Linked DNA regions of Mus musculus: regions 1, 2 and 3 are each linked to region 4. A link is a contact called in public Hi-C and HiChIP or PLAC-seq data. All regions are on one chromosome and are shown on one strand. Each heading gives the region's core, a stretch centred on a gene start, on an enhancer-like site or on the middle of the called end of the contact. The rest is flanking DNA. Distances are from core to core; before and after follow the strand shown.

The links. A called contact is a pair of places that touch in the nucleus more often than the background predicts. HiChIP or PLAC-seq counts read pairs in DNA pulled down with a chosen protein or histone mark.
Region 1: a contact with region 4 is called in a FOXA1 HiChIP or PLAC-seq map of pancreatic cancer cells. The contact joins the promoter of Ssbp3 here to the promoter of Usp24 in region 4. A contact is called at or near these places in 1 of 39 promoter capture datasets (neutrophils) and 2 of 115 datasets of contacts at active chromatin or transcription factors (double positive thymocytes and pancreatic cancer cells).
Region 2: a contact with region 4 is called in an H3K4me3 HiChIP or PLAC-seq map of embryonic limb bud, with 7 times the contacts expected there. The contact joins the enhancer-like site here to the promoter of Usp24 in region 4. A contact is called at or near these places in 5 of 115 datasets of contacts at active chromatin or transcription factors (astrocytes, embryonic forebrain, embryonic limb bud and 2 more).
Region 3: a contact with region 4 is called in a Hi-C map of CD8 T cells, with 3 times the contacts expected there. The contact joins the promoter of Mrpl37 here to the promoter of Usp24 in region 4. A contact is called at or near these places in 1 of 39 promoter capture datasets (liver) and 1 of 484 Hi-C or Micro-C datasets (CD8 T cells).

Annotation. Positions count from the first base shown.
Region 1 is chr4:106,909,912-106,913,027 of GRCm38.p6, reverse strand. It overlaps Ssbp3 (single-stranded DNA binding protein 3), which reads right to left and starts at 1,558. Exons shown (of 18, transcript NM_023672.2): 1 at 1,116-1,558; 2 at 53-125. The coding sequence starts at 1,171.
Region 2 is chr4:105,350,978-105,353,965 of GRCm38.p6, reverse strand. No RefSeq gene overlaps it. Among named protein-coding and RNA genes, the nearest start is that of Gm40217, 33 kb to the right of the region's middle. Within about 2 kb of position 1,520, at least 18 of the 459 cell types and tissues checked have an H3K27ac peak or open chromatin away from gene starts, as enhancers often do. A contact at or near this core is called in embryonic limb bud, where this site is marked.
Region 3 is chr4:107,065,167-107,068,377 of GRCm38.p6, reverse strand. It overlaps Mrpl37 (mitochondrial ribosomal protein L37), which reads left to right and starts at 1,512. Exons shown (of 7, transcript NM_025500.2): 1 at 1,512-1,928. The coding sequence starts at 1,583. Cyb5rl (cytochrome b5 reductase-like) reads right to left here and starts at 1,384. Exons shown (of 7, transcript NM_001346552.2): 1 at 1,333-1,384.
Region 4 is chr4:106,314,679-106,317,503 of GRCm38.p6, reverse strand. Usp24 (ubiquitin specific peptidase 24) reads right to left here and starts at 1,291. Exons shown (of 68, transcript NM_183225.2): 1 at 718-1,291. The coding sequence starts at 1,032.

The DNA of each region.
Region 1 (3,116 bases), core at 309-2,808, 600 kb before region 4:
GAGGGGGTGTCAAGAAACTGGATGCTAGGGAAAGAGAAGGAGTCCCACTCACCTCTGATAAGAAGGTCTGTGCAGATTTCTGTGCTCCTACGTGCAGTAAATATTCGTAGACGTATAAAGCTAACCTGGAAAGTGAGGAGTGAGAGGAGAGAGAGAGAGAGAGAGAGAGAGAGAGAGAGAGAGAGAGAGAGAGAGAGGTCAGATCACATTAAGGCTCGCTCTGGACCCTGCCAGTGACTGTGAGCCCGGTCTGTGCCATCCCATTGTGGCCACGACAAGAGGTGAGTACCTATCACCCCAGACAGAACAGCTAGTGGGTGGGTACCACAGACAAGCTGCACCAAGCCGCGGGAGCCGGAGACCGGTCCCCAAACTTGAACTTCCAAGTGGCACTGGGACTAAACCCACCTAGGTCTCGCAAACTCGCAAGCCCCTTACAAGAGCCCTGCCTGAGCCACCCTCCTTTTCCCAGCCCACTTCAGCTCCCTGCTTTAGCCCAGCTTTGGGGTCCGAACGGACTCGGTCCCAGTCCGGGTACTTGGCGCGCTCTGGAGAGGGCAGCAAAGCGCCGCCCTCAGCATCTCCCCCTCAAACAACTGTCCCCCAAGCCTGGGGCCGGGCCGGCGCCGCCAGCCCAGCCCAGCCCAGCCCGGACGCCCCGGAGCGCACCGGGCTGACGGGGAGGCCGCTGGCTGGGTAGGGAGAGCGCTCCCGGGCGAACAAAGCCCCCGGCACGCACTCCTCACGCCGCGGGCGGACAAAAGGAGCCTTCGGGGCTGCAGAAAGCCACGCGCCCCCTGCCCGCACTCGGTGGGCAAAGTAAGGGCCCCGCGCCCAGCGGGCCGAGCGCACCGGCTCCGAGTGGGACCTCGCCCACCCTCGTCGCGGACCCCCGCGCCCGCTCTGCCCCGCGCCTACCAACTACCCTCGCCCACCGCTGCCCTGCCGCCCCTTCAGGGTGCCCCAGCCTCCGCCGGCGCCCAACAATGGGCTCTCCACGCCACCGCCGCCGCCGCGGGGCAGAGACCCGGGCCCCAGGGGCACCAGGCGGCGCGACCCCCGCGCCCACCTGCCTCCCGCCACCCGCGGCGCGGCCCCACTCGCGAGAGGCTTACTTTTCCCGAGCCTGCCCGTCCGAGGGCACCGCCGAGCCTTTGCCTTTGGCAAACATGGCTTGCAGAGAAGAGGGCGCCGAGCCCGCCGCCGCCGCCGCCGCTACCGTCCGGTCTCCCGAGCTGCCCTGCTCCCGGCCCCCTCCCGGCGCTCGCCCGCTCGCTCGCACTCCGCTCGCCGCGCTCCCTCCCTCCCAGGCGCAGGCTCCGCGCTCTTTCCAGCTGTCAAAGCGTCAGCCCCGGCCGCGGCCCCATCGCCCTGGAACTCCTCCCGCGCCGGCTCGGCCTGAGCTGCGCCGCCGCCCGCCCGAAGCCTGCAGCTCGCTTGCTCGCGGCCCGCGCGCCCGCCGCCCGGCTCCGCCTGCGCCGCCCTCTGCGCCTTCAGCACCGCTGCCGCTGCCGCCGCCGCCGCCGCTGGTCTACTTGGAGCTCAACCGAACGTGGCTGCCCCGGCAGGAGCGCGGCGGGCGTCCACGCCCCGCGACGGACGGCCGCGGCGGCCAATCGGCGCGCGGGGGCGGGCCTGGAGGCCGAGAGGGACGCCTGTCAGCACGGCCGCGCCAGTCCCGCTGCGCCTCCTCCGCGAGCCGCTGCCCGCTCGTGCCCCGGCCGGGGGAGCGGGGGGCGAGCCTTGGCGTTGGGGTGGGGCGGTGACTCGAGGGGCTCGGGCGTGGACTGGAGCACCCGGCCGGCGCGGCGGGGACTGGGCGCTGCGACAGCAGGCGCGGACCCCGGCTGGCCCGGCGCGCCCCTTTCCGCGTCGGCCTAGCCCCCAGCGCCCCCGCCTCCCCGTGCTGAGCGTACCCTCAGCGGGCCAGGACCCCGGCCGGCCCTGCTCCCCTCTCCGCCCCACCCCGGGCTGCCTGTGCCCAGCCCTGCCTCCCGAGCCCCGGCCAGGGCTGCACGCGGAGCTGGGCGGCCGAAGCTGGCGCCAAAGCGCGCGGCTGCTTCTTTACTAGATCGTTAAAATACTTTGGGAAACCCCAAAGTGGAGCCGCGCGAAAATGGCCCTTGGCGTGCTCCAGGCAAGCTGTAGGAGGGAAAAGAGGTCTTGGACTAGAGGGAAAGAGAGTTGATTTCTCTCAAATTTCTGAGGTTTGCTAGCCCTGGCAAGTTAGCCTCTCGCCTTTCCACGGGAAAGGGTTCCGTTTGGATGAGGGACGTCACCTGGACGCCTCGCGACTCGGAATGCGCGCCGCAGAAATCTCAAACTTCAAATAAATGGAGCTAAATTGGAGAGTAGGGGACCAGAGTCGGGCGTGGGGGGAGGGGAAGCTTCCATTGTCAATGACCCAGGTGTACAATGGGAAATGGGGGGTTGGCAGAGTGACCAAGCTTTTTGCTCACGACTCCTTTCTGTCCACTCGAGGAACCCAAAAACCTGCAGTGTATTCTCATTGGAGTCTCCAAATCAAAAACTGGTGAGATAAGGGATGGCTCCCCATTTTCATACTGTTTTTAGAGCGCGGTTCTCTTTAAATGTGATAAAACATTGTCGGCACTGTCTCTTTAAAAGAGTCAAGCAGAAAAGCTGTGTAAGCGCTGATTGGCTGCCTGTTTGGATACATCTTTAGGGGAGCCTTGAAACTGTTAGCCTAGGTTGATTTTTTTTTTTTTTAACTGCGCTGTTCCAATAAACAAGTAACGCCCCTCCCCCTAACATGCCTCACACCAAACAATTAAAGGATAGGTCAGTGTCCTGGGGAAAACACGTTTTAAGTAGGAAAACTCAGAACTAGATTTCAACAAAATAAACAATAATTCCCTACCATTAAAGTTTGCTTTTTTTGCCCTGCCGAAGAGAGAAAAGGGGTTTTTAAAAGAAATGCCCCACGGCAAACGGATCTGCACTGGTTCAGGAAGGAGACTCCGGGTGCATTTTTGGAATAATGTTCTACACTTGTAACAGCCTCCCTAAATTAGAATACAGCCAAGCACCGTGGACCCCTCTGGACTCTGCTCTCTGCTAGAAACCAGAGCTCAGACAGAAGAAGGGCAGAAAAG
Region 2 (2,988 bases), core at 271-2,770, 960 kb after region 4:
ATATATATATATATATATATATATATCCACTTTGGTTTTTCCTAGTGTTTCATTCTACTCTTACATATGTCTTATCACCTTAACCAGAGCCCCCAGAGGACAGAGAACGTGGCTTCCTTATGTTTATTTATCCAGGGTAAGTGTTAATAGGAAGCAGCCTGGGATTATGGGGAAAATTATGGCTTTGAAAATAGAAATGTGGTTAATGCTGTCTGTCCCTCTGAGGAGCTGTTGAGGCTTGCTCGGCTGCTGCATCTTCCCAAAGCCTTACTTCCTTTGTTCTAAAATGGGAAAGAAACTTAAACAAAACAAAACAGCTCCCAGGGTTGTGTGAGGACCCACCTAATGTACTGCCAGGTCTTGGTAAGGGGCAGAGCGGATCCTAGATCTTCAATGGGCGTTAGCTGAACAGAAATACTAGATACACGTATCGGGGCTTAATTTTTAGAGACTGCTTCATAGCTTGTGTGTCTTGGGCTCTCCTTGGTGCTGCTGTCTATGAACAACCTTTCTCTCTAGCAGCTGAGCCCTTGTGTACACGTGGTGAACCTAAGAGAGATCTGGGAAAGGAGTCCAGCTTGTGGATGATGGCACTGCGGTATAAACATAGACCTGTCTTATTCTTGTCCTTGAATGCATCCCTTATCCAGTAATGCTTGTTGAAGCTTTACTTTGGACCAGGCCACCCTGGGCACTGGGCTTTAGCAGTCAAGGAGATGCAAGGAGCTCTTACTTCCAAAGGTCTTGCATCCCACAAACTGACCAAAACAGGAAGCAAGTAGACAAGTAAATTGTGGTTACATTTCACAACTCATGTCTGGCTCCGGCAGCATAAGCCTTGTGCCATAAGGCTAAGAACTGGGGGGTGGGAGCTTGCAGCCAGGAGATTGAGGCATCGTTTCCAAAATATGATAGTGAAGCCAAAATAAAAGACATGGGAGTGAGCAAGCTGACACTTGAGGAGTCGGAGCACTTCAAACAGGGTGACTAGACACAGATCCAATTCCAATTAAAAGCAGGAACTAACTGAAGCCACCGTTTTTCCCACTGCTTTTTAGTCTAACCCATGGCAAGGAAGAAAAACACCATGAGTCCCAAACAACTGGGAAAGCCATCTTTGTCCTCGTCCCCCAGATCATCCTGCCTAAACAATAGCTAACTGGAAATTTTCCAGTACGGGCTACCCTCAGCTAACTGGACAGTCTTCAGTATGAGCTACCCTCCTACCAATGTCCCTCCACGCCCCTGTTCCAGCTCTCCTACCCCAACCTGTAGACTGGGTCACAGAGGCTTAGCCTTGTTACTCAAGTAAAAGCTTTTCACCCCAGCCTCCCCCGCGCCATCTATAGGTGGGAACTGGCAGACCAGTCTGTGTGTATTAGCTGAGAACACCAGAGGATTGACTCAAGCCTGGAGGGGCGCCAGGTTTTCATTAAATCCCTTGTAAAGCAGCAGTACACTTCTGCAGGGCCACATCTGCCGAGGGAGCCATCTGGGATCCATATCACCGTGCTCCAACAAAACGCCAGCAGTGTGAAAAACCTCTCCCCCTCTGCTCTGCAGTGAACTGGAAAAGTAACATTGGTAATCACTTCTGCAGGCTCCATAATGACATAATGGGCACTGGCTGAAGCTTTGAACAGAGGCTGGCAGTCGCCACCGACAGGCTGGGTGGATTCATATTGTCTCAGAGAATTTAGGTCATCTCTCATGCTCATCTCTCTACCTAACAAATAACAGATAAAGAATTCCCACTTTGAGACATAGGAAGAAAAAATACTAATAATGGAGGAGTGCCTGCTGCTGCTGTTGCTGCTGCTGACCTTACAATTCAGGTATTGTTACACTTTTCTCACAGACGGAGAACCTGAGGCCAGAAGGACTAAATGGCTGACCCACATAAGCAAGCCACAAACACAGGTAAGAGGCTTGATTAAAAATCAGACCTGTGCCTCATTAACTTGAAAACCTGGGAATATTCATTCTACTGCTCAAAAGAACACAGAGTGGTACATAAACCATGGGTTGAGTAGCTTACTTTCATTTACTTATCTTTTGCCAACTATAATTCGAGAATGCAGTAAGCTGGACAGGATATAAGGGTGTCTTCCATACACAGACTCCTGGATCTCTGTGAAGCTGCTAAGTAGCAGTTAGTGCTCACAGTTGACTGAAGTCCCTACAACCTTCAGCTGATTGAGCTGGAAGGAAGGTTCCCCCCCCCCCGCCCCTGTTTAATCTTCTGTCTTCCTCTCCAAAGCTTAACCTACTCATCTTAAAGACAAATAGAGCCACACAACCTGTTCCTGATACCTGACCCCACATCTCAAAACAGAACCAACAGCCAGCATCCATTTCTGGGAGAGCATCTCCCAACATTGTTCCCATCACCACCACCATGTTGTCCTTTAGTGCAGAATGTGAGCAGTCCCATATAGTCGAAGAGTTAAATATTTTTGTTTTGAACCTGCAGGATGTTCTATAGCATTACATAGGACAAAGAAATGGAGCCTTCCTAAAGAGAGGCGCTTAGAGAAAACAATGGCTCCTACTAATACACACAACACAAATTCCCAGGCAGAAAGTAGCAGAAAAGAAAATAATAGAAAAACTAACAAACAAACAAACCTGCCTGGCCGTGGTGGCACATTCCTGGACAGCCTGAGAAGACAGACTCGGGGAGAGGGCAAGACATGGGGAGGAGGGGAGGAGAGGGGAGGGGAGGGGAGGGGAGGGGGGGGGGGAGGGGAGGGGAGGGGAGGGGAGGGGAGAAGAGAAGAGAAGAGAAGAGAAGAGAAGAGAAGAGAAGAGAAGAGAAGAGAAGAGAAGAGAAGAGAAGAGAAGCAATGAGAAGAGGCGAGAAGAAACGAAAAGAAAAGAAAAGAAAAGAAAAGAAAAGAAAAGAAAAGAAAAGAAAAGAAAAGAAAGCCAGCCTGAATTTGGAGGCCAGACAGGCTAAGGTTTTAATCTTGGCCTTGATGCCTAACC
Region 3 (3,211 bases), core at 263-2,762, 750 kb before region 4:
GCAGAGGCGGGGAATTTGGATTCAGAAGGCCTCTCCTACTGTGCAGGAGCTCTTTGACTTTGGTGTGTTTCTGAGGCTGGGCCACCAGTGAGAATGAAGTTGGTGTCTCACTCTTTCTGTATTCTGCCAAACACCTGGCATACAGGAAGCTCCCATGGCCTGGTGAGTGTTCGTTCCCTCTATAGTCCGGGAGCTGGGTACAGGATTTGGTGTTGTAAGGCAGAAGGCACAGGACACGGTCCCTGTCCTTGTTAAGACCTAGCACGGTGTTATACTCATCCAGTCACTCCATCTGTACTGTGCATCAGATAACTGAGTGAATGGTGCCTCTCTTTATGGCAATTACTCTTAGCATTTGGGAAGGAGATGTACTAAGACAAATGAAAATGCTTTAACTGTAAACTGCTGGGTAGTCTGAGTGTTAGTCATATTGTCCTCTGCCTCTTTTGCATTCATGGGGGTTAAATAGTCCTATTGTCTCAGTCGTTTTGGAAACTGGTAGACAAGGTGGCCACTTCATGCACAATTTTAAAGATGAAGTTCCTTCCCATCTGGGAGGCACAATCCCTGTTGCAGCCTCGCCCTGGATGCTTATCCCTACTCTTCAGGCCTTGGCTGAAAGGTCATCTCCTCTCAGAGACCTTCTCAAGTGTTCCCCTTGTCATTACCAAGCACCTTATTTGTTCTACTATGTATTCATTTGTTAACCTAAAGTGTGTGTCACGCAACTGCTCTAGAAGCCAGGGAGAGTTCACGGGCCGGTCACTAAACAATGCAACTCTGACAGTGGTCAAACAAGAGAAAAGACCTAAGGGACAGGAAGCATGTGTGTGTTGCCACCGTTCACGTCGTGCACTCATGTACTCACTCGGTGGTCCCTCAACCTATGCCCACCCGATGCTTACTTAGCACAGTCCTCACTCTGACCCCCGCAGCGAGCCTGCCAGAAGCCAGTGCACTGGACCCGCCTCCGGGAATCGGAAAACTTAGCAGCAGCAGAGCAAAAGTAACTCGCGTTCGGCGCCGGGCGAGCCGCAGTGCCAGCAGTCGGCCGCCAAGCTGGCATAGAAAGAGGTACCCGGGCCACTCGCAGGCTCTGGGAAGCCGCAGCCAGGAAAGTGTGGGCAACGCTGAGAAGGGCGGAAAGGATGGCAGTTCCAGAACTCATGAGGCGTCGGACCCGCTAAGGCATTTTAACTCCTAATTTTACAGCGAGGAGACCGGGCCCTCTCACGTTCTAAATGCCTAAGGGTCAAAGGCGTGCAAAGTACAGATCTGAGGTCCCTACGCTCCTCCGCGCCGGCCGCGAGCTCCACCACCGCGCTCACCTACCTACCAGCAAGTTTCTTCACGTGTGGCACTTCAGAAACCCCAAGCAAAGAGCACCTTCCAGGTTCCACCAATAAGGATGGGAACTGCCTGAGGGGCGGGGACAAAGCAAGCATATTCTAATTGTGATTGGGTGAAGTGTCTGTCATTCGCAAAAACCCGTCATTGCGCTCCGCCCCTTTGGCTCCCAGCAGTCCCTGCACGGGCAAAGATGGCGGCGTCCAGGTAGAGGTTTTGTAGAAACGGAGTCGGTATGGCCTTGGCGTCCGGGCCCGCTCTGCGGGCACTCGCTGGCTCTGGAAGGCTCGGCCTCGGAGGTTACGGGACTCCGAAACGTGGGGCGTATGAGTGGGGCGTGCGCTCCACGCGGAAGCCCGAGCCTCGCCCCCTGGACAGGGTGTACGAGATCCCCGGTCTGGAGCCCATTACCTACGAGGGCAAGAAGCACTTCGTCCCGTGGCTGGCGAGGCCGATCTTCCCGCCGTGGGAGCGCGGCTGGAATGACCCACGCTTCCACCGTGCCGCCCCGATCCACGAACAGACTCTGTACAAGGAAGAACCCTGCTACATCTTCCACCAGCGTTGCCGACTCCTGGAGGGTGAGGTCTCAGGACAAACGGGAGGAGACGCTGTCCCAGGCTCAGCAGTGACCCCGAGCCTGGGGAAGTTTCTTCCTCTGGAAGTAGAATAGAGTAACACCCGGCTTCCAAGAGTTGTCAGATCAAGGTGTTTGTGAAAGGGAGCAATGGAGAATGTGTGCAGAGAGGAGGGGATTTGTCTCCATGCGTGGAGAGGTGATAATAAAGCAGGTCTACAACGCTCCTTTTCTGGGGGTGTCTTTTGTTAAAATAGGCCTGGGATATGTTTTCAAAGAAAGGATTTGCACCCAAAAGTCTACCCACTTAATAACAGGTCAGAATGTCTTGAGCCTTTTCCTGAGTTGGAGGCCAGCCTAATCTACAGAGTGAATGAGTTCGAAGACAGTCAGGGCTACACAGAGAAACCCTGTGGGGAGGCGGGGGAGATACATCAATGTCTCAAAGTCATTCTGTTTCTTAAGAGGAGTGTCAGGAACTGTTTTCCAGAGTTGAACCCTCTCAGGATCAGGATGAGGATAGGGAAGATCCTAAAACCAAAAACAACTGAAGTCTGTGGGAGCAGAGATTCCAAAGGATAACTAGGAAATACAGAGACCCAACAAGGTTTGGAGCCAAATTAAGAGAATCAGTCATAAGTTTGGAAAAATCGATAGCCATAGGCCAGCCTCCTAAAAGGCCCACTTCTATGCCTGCAAGCTGATATTTTTGGCCATTAACCATTTTCTGTGAACTCAGGAGGTGCTGTGAAGGATCTCACAGACACGACCCCTTTGCATTACCCTGACAACGAATGCCTAGTGGATGGATGTGTTTCAGAAGTTAGGATTGCACCTGGAGATGGTGGTGCATGCCTTTAATCCCAGCCCTCAGGAGGCAGAAGCAGGAAGATCTCTGTGAGTTCAAGTCAGCCTGGTCTACTGAGTGAGTTCCAGGATAGCCAGGGCTACACAGAGAAACCGTGCTTTAGGAAAAAAGATCAGAAGTTAAGATTGCATTCATTGAACCAGTCTGAAAATGTATTTTCTATCCTACACTTTCTCAATGTACAGAGAGGTCTTATAAAATCCCAATAAACCCTTGTGAGATATGGCCCTGAGAAGCAGACTGGGGTTATAGAGAGACTGTGGACTTTATGGTAGACAGTCTCAGGTTCTCCTCTTACCTGTATTACCTTAAAGATAGGCAACTTGAAGCAAACTCAGTCTGTCCAAGTTTCCCCCTTCATGTCAGAATCCCATCTAACTTGTAGGTAAGTTCATGGCACAGGAGGTGACATTCAGTAA
Region 4 (2,825 bases), core at 42-2,541:
TCCCATTCCACTACTTGTCCTAATACCTGACCTTAGTCAAGCCCATCCTTACAACCCAGACATTAAAACAGCCAAACCTGCTCCTCTGCCTTATACTCATTCCTATCATTCCTGGTCCTGTCTAGGCCCTTCCTCATTTTAGACCCTGTCCTCTTCCAACGGTTGGCTTAAAAACCTAAACCCTTCTTCTAACCCCACTGGTCCTCCTGTCTGACCCGGCAAAGGCCTTCACTCTGGCAGGCCTATAGCGAGCACTATTTCTGACTCTGAACTGGTACTTATCCCAATCCTTCACTGAAATCTAGTGTCACAAATACTCTGGTCCACTGGGACCTCAGTTTTGACACCTGATATTCATGTCCTTCCCATTTCCCAAGCCACGCGGATTTGGAAATGTGGGCCCTCCTCCCCATCCCTCCCGGGATTCCTGCCCACCGCATAGACTCAGCAGGTAGCCTATGGAGACCCCGCCACGGCCCAGAACTGTATACCTAACTCCACGCGGGAATATTCCTCCCCCAAGGCCCTTCTCTCCATAGGACCCCAGTCTAGTGACCCCGATCTCGGACCAGAACTGGTGTTCTATTATCTCGGTGCCCCGAGTTTCATTACAGCCCCCGCCCAAAAGTCCCGCTGCGAGCCGGGCTGGCAACGCTCCCTGTCCTCGGGACTCCAGCGCGGCGGCCTCTCCCGTGAGGTCAGGGCAACCCCACTCACCTCCGCGTCCACCACCTCGTGGTAGGCGGGCGGGGGATCGAAGCCGCCACCACCTCCGGTGCTCCCGCCGCGGGAAGGCCCGCTGCCGTCGCTGCCGCTGTCGCCCCGTGGGCCGCCGCCCGGCCCCGGACTGGGGCCGCCGCTATCCATGGGCTCGTAGCCACCGTAGTCGAGGCCGGGCCGCTCGTTGGTGAGCAGCGCCACGGCCTCGTTGATGTCGTTCTTGGCCAGGCGCAGGGCCTTGCGGATGGTGGCCGGGTCCGAGAAGCCCATGCACAGCAGCGTGGTCATGTGCTGCTCCTCCTCCGATTCCATGGCTCCGGCCTCGGAGTCGCGCCGGCCGGCGTGCGGCGAAGCTGCGGCTCCCGGGCCTGGCGGGCCGTGCCGCGCTGCCTCGGCCCCGGCTCCGTCCCCGGCAGGGCCCCTGAGCTCCCGCCCCGCGCGTTCCGAGGCCGCCGGGCCAGGGTTAGGTGCGCGCGTGGGCGCAGCGAGCCGAGCTGGGGTGGTGGGGCGCTCAGGCGCGGCCGGCCGGCCCAGCCCTGCGCGCCGCCATGTTGGCCTGCTCCTCCTCTTCGCGGGGCCGCGCCTCCGCTCCCGGAAGCAGCCCCGGCGGCGCTCGGGCCGCCGTCCCCGGGCTCGGGCGGCGCGGAGCTGTGGGTGTGCGGACGCGTGTGTGTTTCTCCCAGGCCGGGGCCAGGGAGGGGCGTGCGCCGAACGTGTCTGAGGTGAGAGGCCGCGGAGCGCAGAGAGAGCACGAGAGTCCTCCGCCTGCGCCTCCCGCCCACCCCTTCCCCCGGCAACAGGTTCCCTCTGGGACGGGAGGGGCAGGCGCCGAGCGGCTCGCTGCCGGTGTCGCTGAGGTCCCCGGGCGCCCGGGCCTCGGTGCCCTGACGACACTCGTGTCCCATCGCAGGTGACTCTTCCCGCCGCCCCCGGAACCCTGCTTGGTTCTCCTGAAGTGTCCTGCGGTCCGAGGAAAGTGACCCTACGCGCCGCTGAAGCCCTCCTCGCCGCCCACAGACGGGTGCCCAGATCCGCAGGACGAGCATCCCCGCACACCCTCGCCCTCGACCCTCCAGCCTTCTCTAGAGACCCCTAGACCTTGAACTCCCACTCCCAACAACACTGACCACCTGTCCCACCAGGCCTGATAAACTTTACCATACTTTTCAGCCAGAACTGTATGACCGTCCTTCAGACACAGACACATGGAAATATTCTGGGTGTCTACTTCTATCCTGATTCTGACCACCAACCCATTTCTACTGAAGTCTTTGGCTCAGGGGTGAAGACTTTCCCCTCTGTTTCTGTCTTCCAGCGTTTGTTTAGCTTTTTGCCTTCTGTTCCCACCTCATTGGCGTTACCATGGCCAGTCCCCTTTGCCCCTTTTCCCGTTTCAGTGTCCTGATCTAGGTTTCTTCTCGGTTCTCTTCCCAAGATGCTGGTTCCTCTTCCTTCTCACATACTTGCTTATTAGTTCATCTGCTTTGGTCTTAATCCTGCTTTATTCTTGAACCCCCTCCCCACCCCCCAATCCACTAACCTTTCTTTTTCACACTGTTAAAACATTTCTGATGGCTTAACAATTGGACCTTCACATAGCCCAAATCTGAAATTACTGACAGCACTCAGAACTTTTCTCTGCATTCTCTGCCAGCATTTTTCCCCCTCAGATCCTGGTGGCTTCTTGCCTAATAATTTGATAGTTTGTAAACACCAGCTATTTGATTATTTACGGGGTGAATTTATCATTATATAGATATAGTTTCTATTATTCTTACTAAAGGCTAGTAATGGGTTTGATCACAAAGTAGACACCTGAATAAGAGGTAAGTTCTGGGGTGTCAATGAAATTTTAAGTACATATAATAGATAAAGACCAAAGTAGTCTAAGTTGAAAGCATCCTGTCACAGAATATACACCAACACAATAGGTCAGGGCACCTGTAATCCCAGCCCTCCAGAAGCTGAGCCTGGGAGATCTCCAGTTCAAGAATAGCCTGAATTACGTATACATAGCAAGACCTTGCCACAGAACGACCAACTGTACCATTTACCAAGTCAGATACCGTTGATGCTGGCAATGCCATGGAGAACAAAAGGACCAT